3 separate regions of the Zea mays genome follow, and regions 1 and 3 are each linked to region 2. A link is a contact called in public Hi-C data. All regions are on one chromosome and are shown on one strand. The core of a region is the stretch at or near the end of the contact, and the rest is flanking DNA. Distances in the headings are between cores, read along the strand shown.

Region 1 (3,219 bases), core at 632-3,131, 210 kb before region 2:
TGGAAGCGATAGTTCGATCAAGGCCAAGGGAGTCATGTCTGTTGAATTAACCATCGGGACAAAGACTCTTGTTGGTGCTTTCTTCGTCGTCAACATAGAAGGAAATTATAGTATAATCTTAGGTAGATATTGGATTCTTGCAAATCAATGTATACCTTCTACTTTACATCAAATGTTATTACAATGGGTAGGAGATAAGGTAGAACAGGTACATGTCGATGCATCAGCTTGCATTGCCATAACCGATGCCCCTGTACTCTAGACCTATGAGACTTCCACCTATCTCATAGGAGTCGATTTTTCTGATTACCAGTTCATAAGCATAGATATAAGAGGGTTCATCCCTGTAATGCTAGAGTCGGCTAAATCATAAATAAGGTTAAAATGATAAACACACTAATAAATAGTGACTGTCGGGACGTGGACGGTCCGACCCCTAAGGCTGGACGGTCAAGGTGCACCAGAGAATGGCGTAGAGAACATACCCTGTCACGGACTATCCGCCCCAACATCGGATAGTCCGGTGGCTACCAGAGAGTGCAGCAGAGAGTCCACTGTCCTGGATAGTCTGGCCCCTGAGGTCGGATAGTCTGCGGATGCATAGAGAGCCTCAAACTATTTTGAGGTATGCACAAGAGAAGAATTTAGAGATCTCGACAAATTAGGACATGGGTTTACATCGGCCGATCCTTTGGAGGAGATTGATATAGGGGAAGGTAAAACTCCAAGACCGACTTTTGTGAACAAGACCCTGAAGCCGATCCTAGGAATGAAATGATTGGCTTATTAAAAGAATACTCTGATTGCTTTGCTTGGAACTACACTGAGATGCCAGGATTAAGCCGAGAGCTAGTGGAGCATCGATGACCTATTAAGTCTGGCTTCAAGCCCTTCAAGCAGAGACCAAGATCATTTCGTCCAAGACTTATTGCCTAGGATCAAAGACAAAATTCACAGGCTCTTGGAAGCTAACTTTATTAGGTCTTGCAGTTATACGAAATGGATCTATAATATTGTGCGGGTGGAGAAGAAGGATTCAGATAAGCTCAGAGTATGTATTGAATTCCGAAATCTAAATAGGGCGATTCCTAAAGATGAATATCATATACCTGTAGCCGACATGTTAATTAATAATGCATCAGGAAATATAGATATTAGCTTTCTTGATGGCAATGTGTTATATAATCAGACCTTCCTGATCGAGAAAGATACGTCTAAAACGATCTTTATATGTCCGGGCGTTATTTGAGTGGATGGTTATGACATTCGGTTTAAAAAATGTTGGTGTCACTAATCAAAGGCCTATTCATTTGATCTTTTATGAGTTGTTGGGAAACACTATGAAAGTTTACATTAATGATATATTAGTTAAATCAGCTGAATTTGGTTCTCATATAACTTATTTGCGCAAAACTTTTGATAAGATGTGTTAATATGATTTAAAAATAAACTCTTATAAATATACTTTTGGAGTATCGATCGACAAATTCTTAAAATTCATCATTCATGAACAGGCAGCGGAGTAATGGCAGCCATGCGACTGGAGAAAAGGAAGGAGAGCCGAGCGTAAGCAGCAGCGAAAAAAAAAATCCTTCCCCTTTTTAGAGGCCAGCAGCGGCAACTGACGACGCAGTGGGTCAAGTGGGCTATCTTTTGTGCACGAGGGCCCATGTCCCTGCTCGAAACGAAGCCCATTACATGCGGTGACGGGTGGGCGTCTCGTCTTCTCCGACGAGGGAGCCCCAGCCACTAGCTACCAACCCGTGACCCTAAAACCAACTAAAGTCCAGAACAGAGGCAGCTCTCTTGGCGTGCTCACCTGCTTGCTCCAAGATTTACCCCTCCCTCGGTGCCTGATACCTCTATCCTCCGCATCCGTCTCTAAAGACAAGGCAGTCGTCAAGAAAGGGAGTTTGACCAAGAGCCTGTGGTGTCCGTCGGCTGCCATCCATGGCAGGGGAGGCCAAGAAGCTCTTCTTCGCATCCGAGGTTACTCTCCACGCCTCCAGGAAGGACTGCTGGGTCGTCATCGGCGGCAAGGCGAGTGAGAAGAAGATCATCCTTGCTGTGCTTCTCTTGCATCTGTGGGGAAGAGAGAGATCCGACCTCTGATATGGTTTGGTCGGCCTCTGATTGTTTTTCTGGCTGGTTGGTTTCAGGTGTATGATGTGACCAAGTTCTTGGAGGACCACCCTGGGGGAGAGGATGTGCTTCTCCATGCATCAGGTAGTAAGCTCAGCTTTGATTTCCTCTCGTCTGCTTGTTGACAGATGACAGAACCGTAACCTTATCGGTCCAATTTCGTGACAATTGCATATTTGGGACATTAAACATAGCGCTTCGCAATATTGCCATCCAAAAGATTTATTTCGCAAAATAGGGACTACAAACATCTTCTAATTGATTATACTACCAGTTATTGTATAATCTTCCTTTTATTACTTGGTTCCCTGTATTTTGTATCTAAGGAGACCAAATTACCTTGTGCGTGCGTTTTGTCTCCATGCCGCCATGGACGACCGGCTACCGTCCTGCCCACAGCCGCCCCATGCCCCGTCCAGGCCCGGGCTCACCCCTGCTGCGCCATCTGCCGAGCTCGACCCTGCGCGCTGGCCGAGGCCGCTGCCGCGCCGACCACCACGCTGGGCGAGATCGCGCTAGGTGAGGTCGTGCTGGGCGATGTCATGCTGGACAGGGCGCCTCGTCTGCATCATAGCCCATGGACACACCGACCATGGAAAAGCTGTATCGTTGTCCTGGTGTTTCATGAGCATTACGTGAGCAATAAGAGTTGTTTGCATCCTACAAGTTGCAAATACTAGCTTCATGCTGGTGAGTGCAGACAAGCTGCAAGTTGCAAATACTAGCTTCCTGCTGCTGACGAATCTACAATTTACAAATACTAGCTTCCTGTTGGCCAGCTGTTCACTTGATCCTGGTGAGCGCGAGAGAGCAGGCGAGCTGCGTATAATTACATAGGGCTACAAGCGGCTAATCAGGGAAAAATACATGAAATTAGATTAGAAAAGCTAGACTATAGGCTAAATTGTAGTATAATCGAGTAGATGTTTGTAGTCCCCTTTTTGCGAAGTAAATCTTTTGGATGGCAATATTACGGAGCGTTATGTTTAGAGTCCCAAATATGCAATTGTCTCGTCCAATTTTCTCATTTGTAATTATGGTTTGAGACTTATGATAGACTTTGCTGGGCGAACTGAA
Region 2 (3,430 bases), core at 501-3,000:
CCATTGATGAATACCAGCAGTGGTCTTGAATCTTGTGGCAAATCAACAAGTTCATACTTTCTGACTCGTCCATTAGGAATAACAGATCGATATGTTTGCTTTACAGAATGTTGAGATAAAGGCTTTGCTAGTGCATACTTCCCATCCAGGCCCTTCAATCTAGCAAATCCTTCAAGCACTGAATCAATGACTGAGAATTTTGTGGGAATGGAATTTATCTTGCCACCAGGATGGTTATTCATGCGCTTCTTGTTGCGTGACCTCCTACGGTTCCCAACTGTTGAATTGGCAAACCCGTCCTTGATTGAGTTCAGCATTCCACTAATTCCTGAACCTTGACCAATTTCTTTCACTGATTGGGGAGGAACTATAAGCCTCCTGAGAAGGCCAAGATCACAAGTGTTTCCGGTTTCCTTCAACAGTTTTGCATGGCAATCAACATGGATCTGCCGCTGGCACCACAGGCAACGCCATATAGGAGAGACTCCAAGGAAAGGCACACCGCACGGCTCATCACAGTAGTAACAGGAGGAGGATATCTCCGGGTTGTCATCCAGCTCCACCCACCTCTCAGACCAGTGATGCAGCAAGGGCGAAGCGCCAGCCTGTGCAACGCACTTGCAATCCTTCTCTGCACGGGGAGAGCAGTTTGAGTGTGCAGCCACGCCGCAAACAGAGCAGCGGTGAACCATGTCGACGCCCTGCGTGGAGCCAAGGGACGACAGGCAAACGCAGCATGTCGATGGCTGGCCACCGTGGAAGTAGTCCTCAGACCACGAGTGGCAGGAGCTAGGGCACCGCAATCTCCTCCATGCGGCACGCTTCTCCCTGGTCGCCTTGGTCCAGTACAACGCCGCCTCACGCTGCAGCCTGAGGAGAGCGTAGATGAGTGCGGCAAGACCAATGGAGCCCGCGGTGACGAGCCAGCCCACGAAGTGGAGACCGGATGGGTCAAGCAGACGTGCCATGCTCAGGAGCAAGGATCCCACCAGGTCCATGGCAGTTCGCCAGGCTTGTCACGATGAGAAGCAGAGCCTGCAGCAACAGCAAGAACAACGACCCGTGAGTCGCCAGTTTGTCAGGCTATCGCAAGAATATCGCACCGCTGGCAAACAGAAGTACCATCCTAGACTAGAGCTGCAGTGCATGCTGCGGTAGCGGCACCCTACGCAACCACGGGGATCGACTATTTCTCCTGATCTGGAGACGAAAGAAAGGCATGTTTAAATGGAAAGCAAGCCCTTCCGATTCATCACATTCCCCCAGGGCTCACGCCTCAAACCAGGAACAAATCCAGCCTCCGAAGACGAACCTCCCAGACGGAAATCAATTCTTTCCTCCGATTGCAGCGTAGGAATCCAGCATCGGATTGCACGGAATCATCATCGGTCGACCAACAGAATAGGAACACGGCAACACAAACCGAACCGAATCCTAACAGAAACAGCGAGCCAACGCGGTCGCTAAGCAGCTCGGCGGCAGGGCCTGGATCCGCGCACGCACGGGATCCCGCATTCCCCGCCCGTTCCCCAAGGATTCATTTCAACACAACCCCCAGCCGATTCCCACCCAGGTAGGCCGGTACACGCAACAGATTCGGTAGGATCGCGAGAGCTCACCTCGGCCGCGGGACGGGTGTGGGGCGAGCAAACCCTTGCTCCGCTTCGCTTGGCTTGCCGTGCCGTTGGCGTTGGGTTCGGTCGGCGCTGGCGCTGGCGCTGCAGAAGAGGAAGGAAAAGAGGAGGAGAATTCGAAGATCGTCGTGGGTGGGGGCCGATCGGCGTCGTGGCGTGCGTTTAAAAAGGAAAGCTAGATGGGAGGATCCGGCCTCAGGGGCAGAGGGTACCAAACGCTGAAAAAAAACTCGGTCTCGCTTAGACTTGGCTTAGAGAGATTTAAAAATCTGAACCAGCTCGAACCAAACCAACTTTTATGTTTCATTCAAACAGCAAGTCTAGCCGAGTTGGTTAGACTCCGTTCCAGTCTATTAGTGATACACTATCACGTTATCATGTTATTATTATACTACTCTTGTCCTCGGCATCTTTTGTCGCTCCAAATCTACCACCAACTTTAGCAGAGGGATCTTCCACGATATTCATAGAAGAATGAACTCTAAAGATATCCAACGCTCCATAAGGTCCTCCTCCACTGGCTTTAGCTGCGCCTGCACCCATCTCGGTGACTTCTTGTGGTATGTATGGATACAGCTAGTCATACAACACATGCACTTCTTCGTGCAGAATGTTATTGTACACTTACAGATTTTTCAGAGCCAGACTCAGCTCTTCCACATGGGCTCGAGCGATTGTCTCACAATCCCATGCTACGAATCGTGAGTTCAGAGCCCAATCTATAGCCTCATCACACTCGACCAACTCCCGTTGTAGGTGTTCCACTTCTCCTGACAGCTCAGCGATGTGGTGGCTACCACATGCTCGCTCCCTGCCTCCATGTCACAGTTCTGCAGTTATACACTCGACTCTAGCCTCCAAGTCTCCTATGGGATCGTTACTCCCACTGCTGCTCCCTTCATGGCGAGGAGCCAACTGATGACGAGGCACACCCTGAGGTCCAGTTTCTTTCCGGAGTGTGGTCTTTGTGCGTGCCATTTCACTACAACTAGGGTCAAAGATACTTAGTATGATTTAAACATGATGCATGCATGATCCTACGATCATGGGAATCAACTGCTTGTTGAGCCCATACTTCTTTAATATAGCCTATTAGTATGCACTCTTCCATCCAACTTCCTAGAAGGTAAGTTGCTACAAGAATGGATCAAGGTAAGAATGAAAAAATATTTTGAGGTAAGTAGTTTAAAACCATTTGAAATAATAAGTAATGTCCTAAGAAATGGGCACCGCTTCGATACCAGCTGTGATGGAATCTCCAAAGATATTAGGCCCATCTACACCTGTCCTCGTCCCAAGGACTTTAGACAGCCATGCAGATGCACCCAACAGCTTGACAGGGCATGGTTCTTGTATCTTCCTCAACATCACCCGAGAGCGCATATTTCATTTCACATACATTACACTTCATCAGAGTAAAAGCGGAAAGAGTTACAATAACTTAATTTACATTGATATGTTAAAGTAACAATAGAGAGAGAGAGTGCTTATTAAAATATAAGGGTCTGAGTGCTTCTACTTATTACATCACTGGAAGGTAGACACCTTCCATAAGCTCATACTTAATTTTCATCCTCCTTCTTGGGGACAACCTTGGTACAGAAGCAGCAAAACTTCGTAGGCTCTTCACCTACAATAATATGGATTCGAAAACCCTGAGTACAGAGTGTACTTTCACAGTTTTACCCGATTAAAGAAAAAGACTTTCAAGGATATGCTGGCCTTTAGGAGTAAGGCTTAGCAAAACCAATGACTTAATTTGCACAAATCTTACTAAAGTGGGTCCTTACAAAAAA
Region 3 (3,489 bases), core at 880-3,379, 160 kb after region 2:
GCGTTGATATCAACATGTTCTTCTTCTCTAGATTTCTCATTGGTTGGTTCCTCTGTCCCCACGAGAACTATTGCCAACGCAAACGCATCATTTGGATTCGTCGAAGCACTAGCATTGCTCTTGAAAAACTTGTCAATAGCTCCTCTCTATGAGTCTATGAGATCATCCACACGTTTTTCCTTTTCCTTTTTTCACTTCCAGATGGATATCTTCTCGATGACATGATTACACAAAGCACTGAAAATAAAAAAGATATATATCACAAATTGAATGATAACATAAGAATGACTATACATATCTAAATAGTGTGGTTATTATTATTAATCAGTTATCTTAAATTTGTTAATTAGATTAAGCCAACAATAAGCCAACAATCAGTTACCTTAAATAGCTCGCAGGACGCAGGACCACGCAGGGAGGGATCGCCGGATCCGCGAACGGCGATCGTGATCACCTGATCGGTGATCCGGTGGCGGTGATTGACTGATCGGCTCGGCTGATCTGAATATCTGATTGCCAACCGCTAGGAGGAGCCCAGGACGCGGGACTGCGGGAGCGGCCGAGCGGACGCCAGGCAGGCGATTAGGCGGGCGGCACCGCGGCAGGCGAAGGCGAACGATCGGTCGATCGCTATAGCCTATAGGCTGCAGGGTCCGTGAGTCCGTCCGTGGAATATTTTTGATGGGGTGGGGCCCACTAGCTTTGTGGGGCCCGGTGCGGTGGCACCGCTTGCACCCCCAGGGCCGGCCCTGGGTTTTTGTATGAACTGGTACAAAGGTTACGTCTTTTAGTACCGGTTCAAGTCAACTAGTCCTAAAGTCATCTCTTTAGTACTAGTTCATACAATCGAGACTAAAGATCGAGGTCTTTAGGTACCGGTTGGTAGTCCCGTATTGTAGCCAGTTCCTAACCGATATAGATTTTGCATTTTGCAGCAGTGAATCTATTATCTATGTTGTGGTTATGGTGGATAATCCTCGCTGGTTACATGGACCAAAAAAATAAAGACCCGAAAAGTCACCAAGATATCCTGTTTTTGTTATTTTTCATATATATATAAACTTTGCAGAAAGTTTGGAGCGTGTTGCACGCCCAAAATTAAGTGCACTTCCAAGAAAGCATGTCATGCGTACAGACTATCTAGCAATTAGCATTGTATAAAATTAACCACAGCCACAGCAGCAGTCCCCAAGTGGCTCTTTATCAACCACTTTGTTCTTAATCTTTTCTCTTCTGCCAAAATCATAAATCTTTATGAGCATCGCATGTCCCTAATATTCCCAATTCCCTAGCAGATCCAGCGCGTGAAGAAAGGCAAACTATAGAGTTGGAAAGCATAGGCCACCGTGCATTCTTAGAGCAACTTTATTAGGGGACTCTTTATATCCTTTCTAATAGCTAGAAATATAGTTTTTTTAAAAAAAAATACTAACAATCTTTTTAAATAGTCATCCCAATATACTTGTTTTCTATTAATATGGACTTCATTAATCAAAGATAGAAAATGACAATAACTATAAGAAATATAGAGAAAAGTTTATGGATAGTGAAAAAATATAGAAGACAGTTTTTATGTAAATAACACTATAAATGATATTATAAATAGTGAAATTTAGAAAAGCTCTTGCTCTCTATCCTAAGATTATGATCAAGATCGACTTTGGATTCCCAATTCCTTCTCCTTGAAGTAACCAGAGCCCGTACCACTAAAGCCAGAAAGTGTAACTTCAATTCCGCAAATACACATCTGCTCAACACGTTCTCTATTTCGTCAACACACTTTTGTTCTACTAAACTAGCACTTGAAGATGTAGCCGTACCGTATCAACTTAACCTTTCGGCTGTGCAGTGGGCCCATGCCAAAATCCCTGTTGCAAAGCTCAGATAACAGACTTTGAGAAAGATCCAGCGGTCACTGACGAGTGACGACGTCACATTCCAATCTGACGTGGCCATATCTAATTGTGCTGCTAAGCACATCCAAGTGTCCAGCGTGTCGCTGTCCACAACACGGAACCTCCTGACGTGCCGTGCGTAGGTCACATTTCCGATCCCGGCCGTCCACACCTCGGCACCTGTCCCAACTCCCAACTGTGCAGTGGGCCCACGCCGACCACGCGCCATGTCATGTGCGAGATATTTCCGGGGTGGGCGGGTTGCCGACTCCGGATGCCTGGGGTTGCGGGACCGTCGGTCGTCGGCGCTGAGGCCTTTCCGCCATGTGTCGGCATTCGGCAACAGCAGCAAAGGAGGATGGAGCAGAGGAGCAGACACGGTTCATACACGGAATGGCTATGGGCCGTACTGTCAGCATCACTTTCCCAACTACTCAGGAGGCGGGCGTCCAAGTCAGCCGTGGCGGCAAGACAACCGGAGAACACTCAAGAGTCACGAGCACAAGAAAATGGGCCGGCGAGTAAGAAGGCCGAATTCGAGGATTGAGGGCCCTGAATGGGTCGTGTAAACAGACTGGCACTGATTGTATAAGCGGCAACCAGGTTAGAGATGACAATACGTAAATACTCATCGAATATTACTATCTCATACACACCCTCGAGAATAAATAATCATGTCGAGCCACCCATATCTACGGGTAGATATGAATTTATCCCCATACTCATACCCATGTGGTATGGGCACTCATCGGGTCGCCCGTACTATCACACCTGGATTTAAGGGCAAACTCGGGCGCGAAACAAATATGTGCTAGTATCAAGTCTCATACATATGATAACTCATGGTATAGAAATGAATGTCACATCTTTATTATATAGTTGAGGTTCTGTACAAAATAGCTAAATAAATACATCATATGAAGACAACGATCTTTCGCAACCATAGTTGACTGGGAGACGACGACCTAGACCTCTCATGAACTCATCACGCCATCCTTCATGTTGCTTATCTTGCGGTACCTGTCCATGACCGGGGGTTAGTACAACAAGGTTGAGCTCGCATATGTTCGTCACTCAACAAGTTGTAGGGAATAATATGCATGAGCTCACTTACGACGGGGCTCATGTAAAGTGTAAGGCTCATTAACAAATAGGGTTAAGCCTGAGCATTTCTTTTAATAAGTTGGTCAAAATTTTAGTTGCAGTTACTAAGTATAAGTAGATATCATTCCAATAAAATAAGAGATCACAATTAATAATAAATCCAACAATGCAATGCATATGACAAATTAAGTTTAATTTCATAAGTTATTCATGTGAGGGTCTGAGCCGCTCTTGACCGTGAGTACTGCTGATATATCAGTTTTACACTCTGCAGAGGTTTCACAACTTTACCCACAAGACATGTTTCCCGTTTAGCCAGGGTTTGCGAGACCCTTAGACACTCCCAAGGTGAATGGCTAGGGATCCACTGCGAGGCCTGTCGGGGACCATAATTAGGGGTACCCCCAAGACTCCTAATCTCAGCTGGTAACCCCCATCAGCACAAAGCTGCAAAGGCCTGATGGGCGCGATTCCAGTCAAGGCTTCATCC

Evidence for each region. A called contact is a pair of places that touch in the nucleus more often than the background predicts.
Region 1: a Hi-C map of ear shows a contact between it and region 2, with 2.7 times the contacts expected there. The contact joins the promoter of LOC100272754 here to the promoter of LOC100383024 in region 2. A contact is called at or near these places in 5 of 25 Hi-C or Micro-C datasets (ear, endosperm, leaf and 1 more).
Region 3: a contact with region 2 is called in a Hi-C map of ear, with 4 times the contacts expected there. The contact joins the enhancer-like site here to the promoter of LOC100383024 in region 2. A contact is called at or near these places in 7 of 25 Hi-C or Micro-C datasets (bundle sheath, ear, endosperm and 2 more).

Annotation. Positions count from the first base shown.
Region 1 is chr10:33,374,616-33,377,834 of Zm-B73-REFERENCE-NAM-5.0, forward strand. LOC100272754 reads left to right here and starts at 1,882. Exons shown (of 4, transcript NM_001147207.1): 1 at 1,882-2,040; 2 at 2,160-2,226; 3 at 2,542-2,832. The coding sequence starts at 1,951. The coding sequence ends at 2,822.
Region 2 is chr10:33,583,597-33,587,026 of Zm-B73-REFERENCE-NAM-5.0, forward strand. LOC100383024 (Diacylglycerol kinase 2) reads right to left here and starts at 1,751. Exons shown (of 8, transcript NM_001175703.1): 1 at 1,620-1,751; 2 at 1-1,035. The coding sequence starts at 998.
Region 3 is chr10:33,741,227-33,744,715 of Zm-B73-REFERENCE-NAM-5.0, forward strand. No RefSeq gene overlaps it. Among protein-coding and RNA genes, the nearest start is that of LOC103642369, 63 kb to the right of the region's middle. Within about 2 kb of position 2,130, at least 17 of the 20 cell types and tissues checked have an H3K27ac peak or open chromatin away from gene starts, as enhancers often do. A contact at or near this core is called in bundle sheath, ear, endosperm and 2 more, where this site is marked.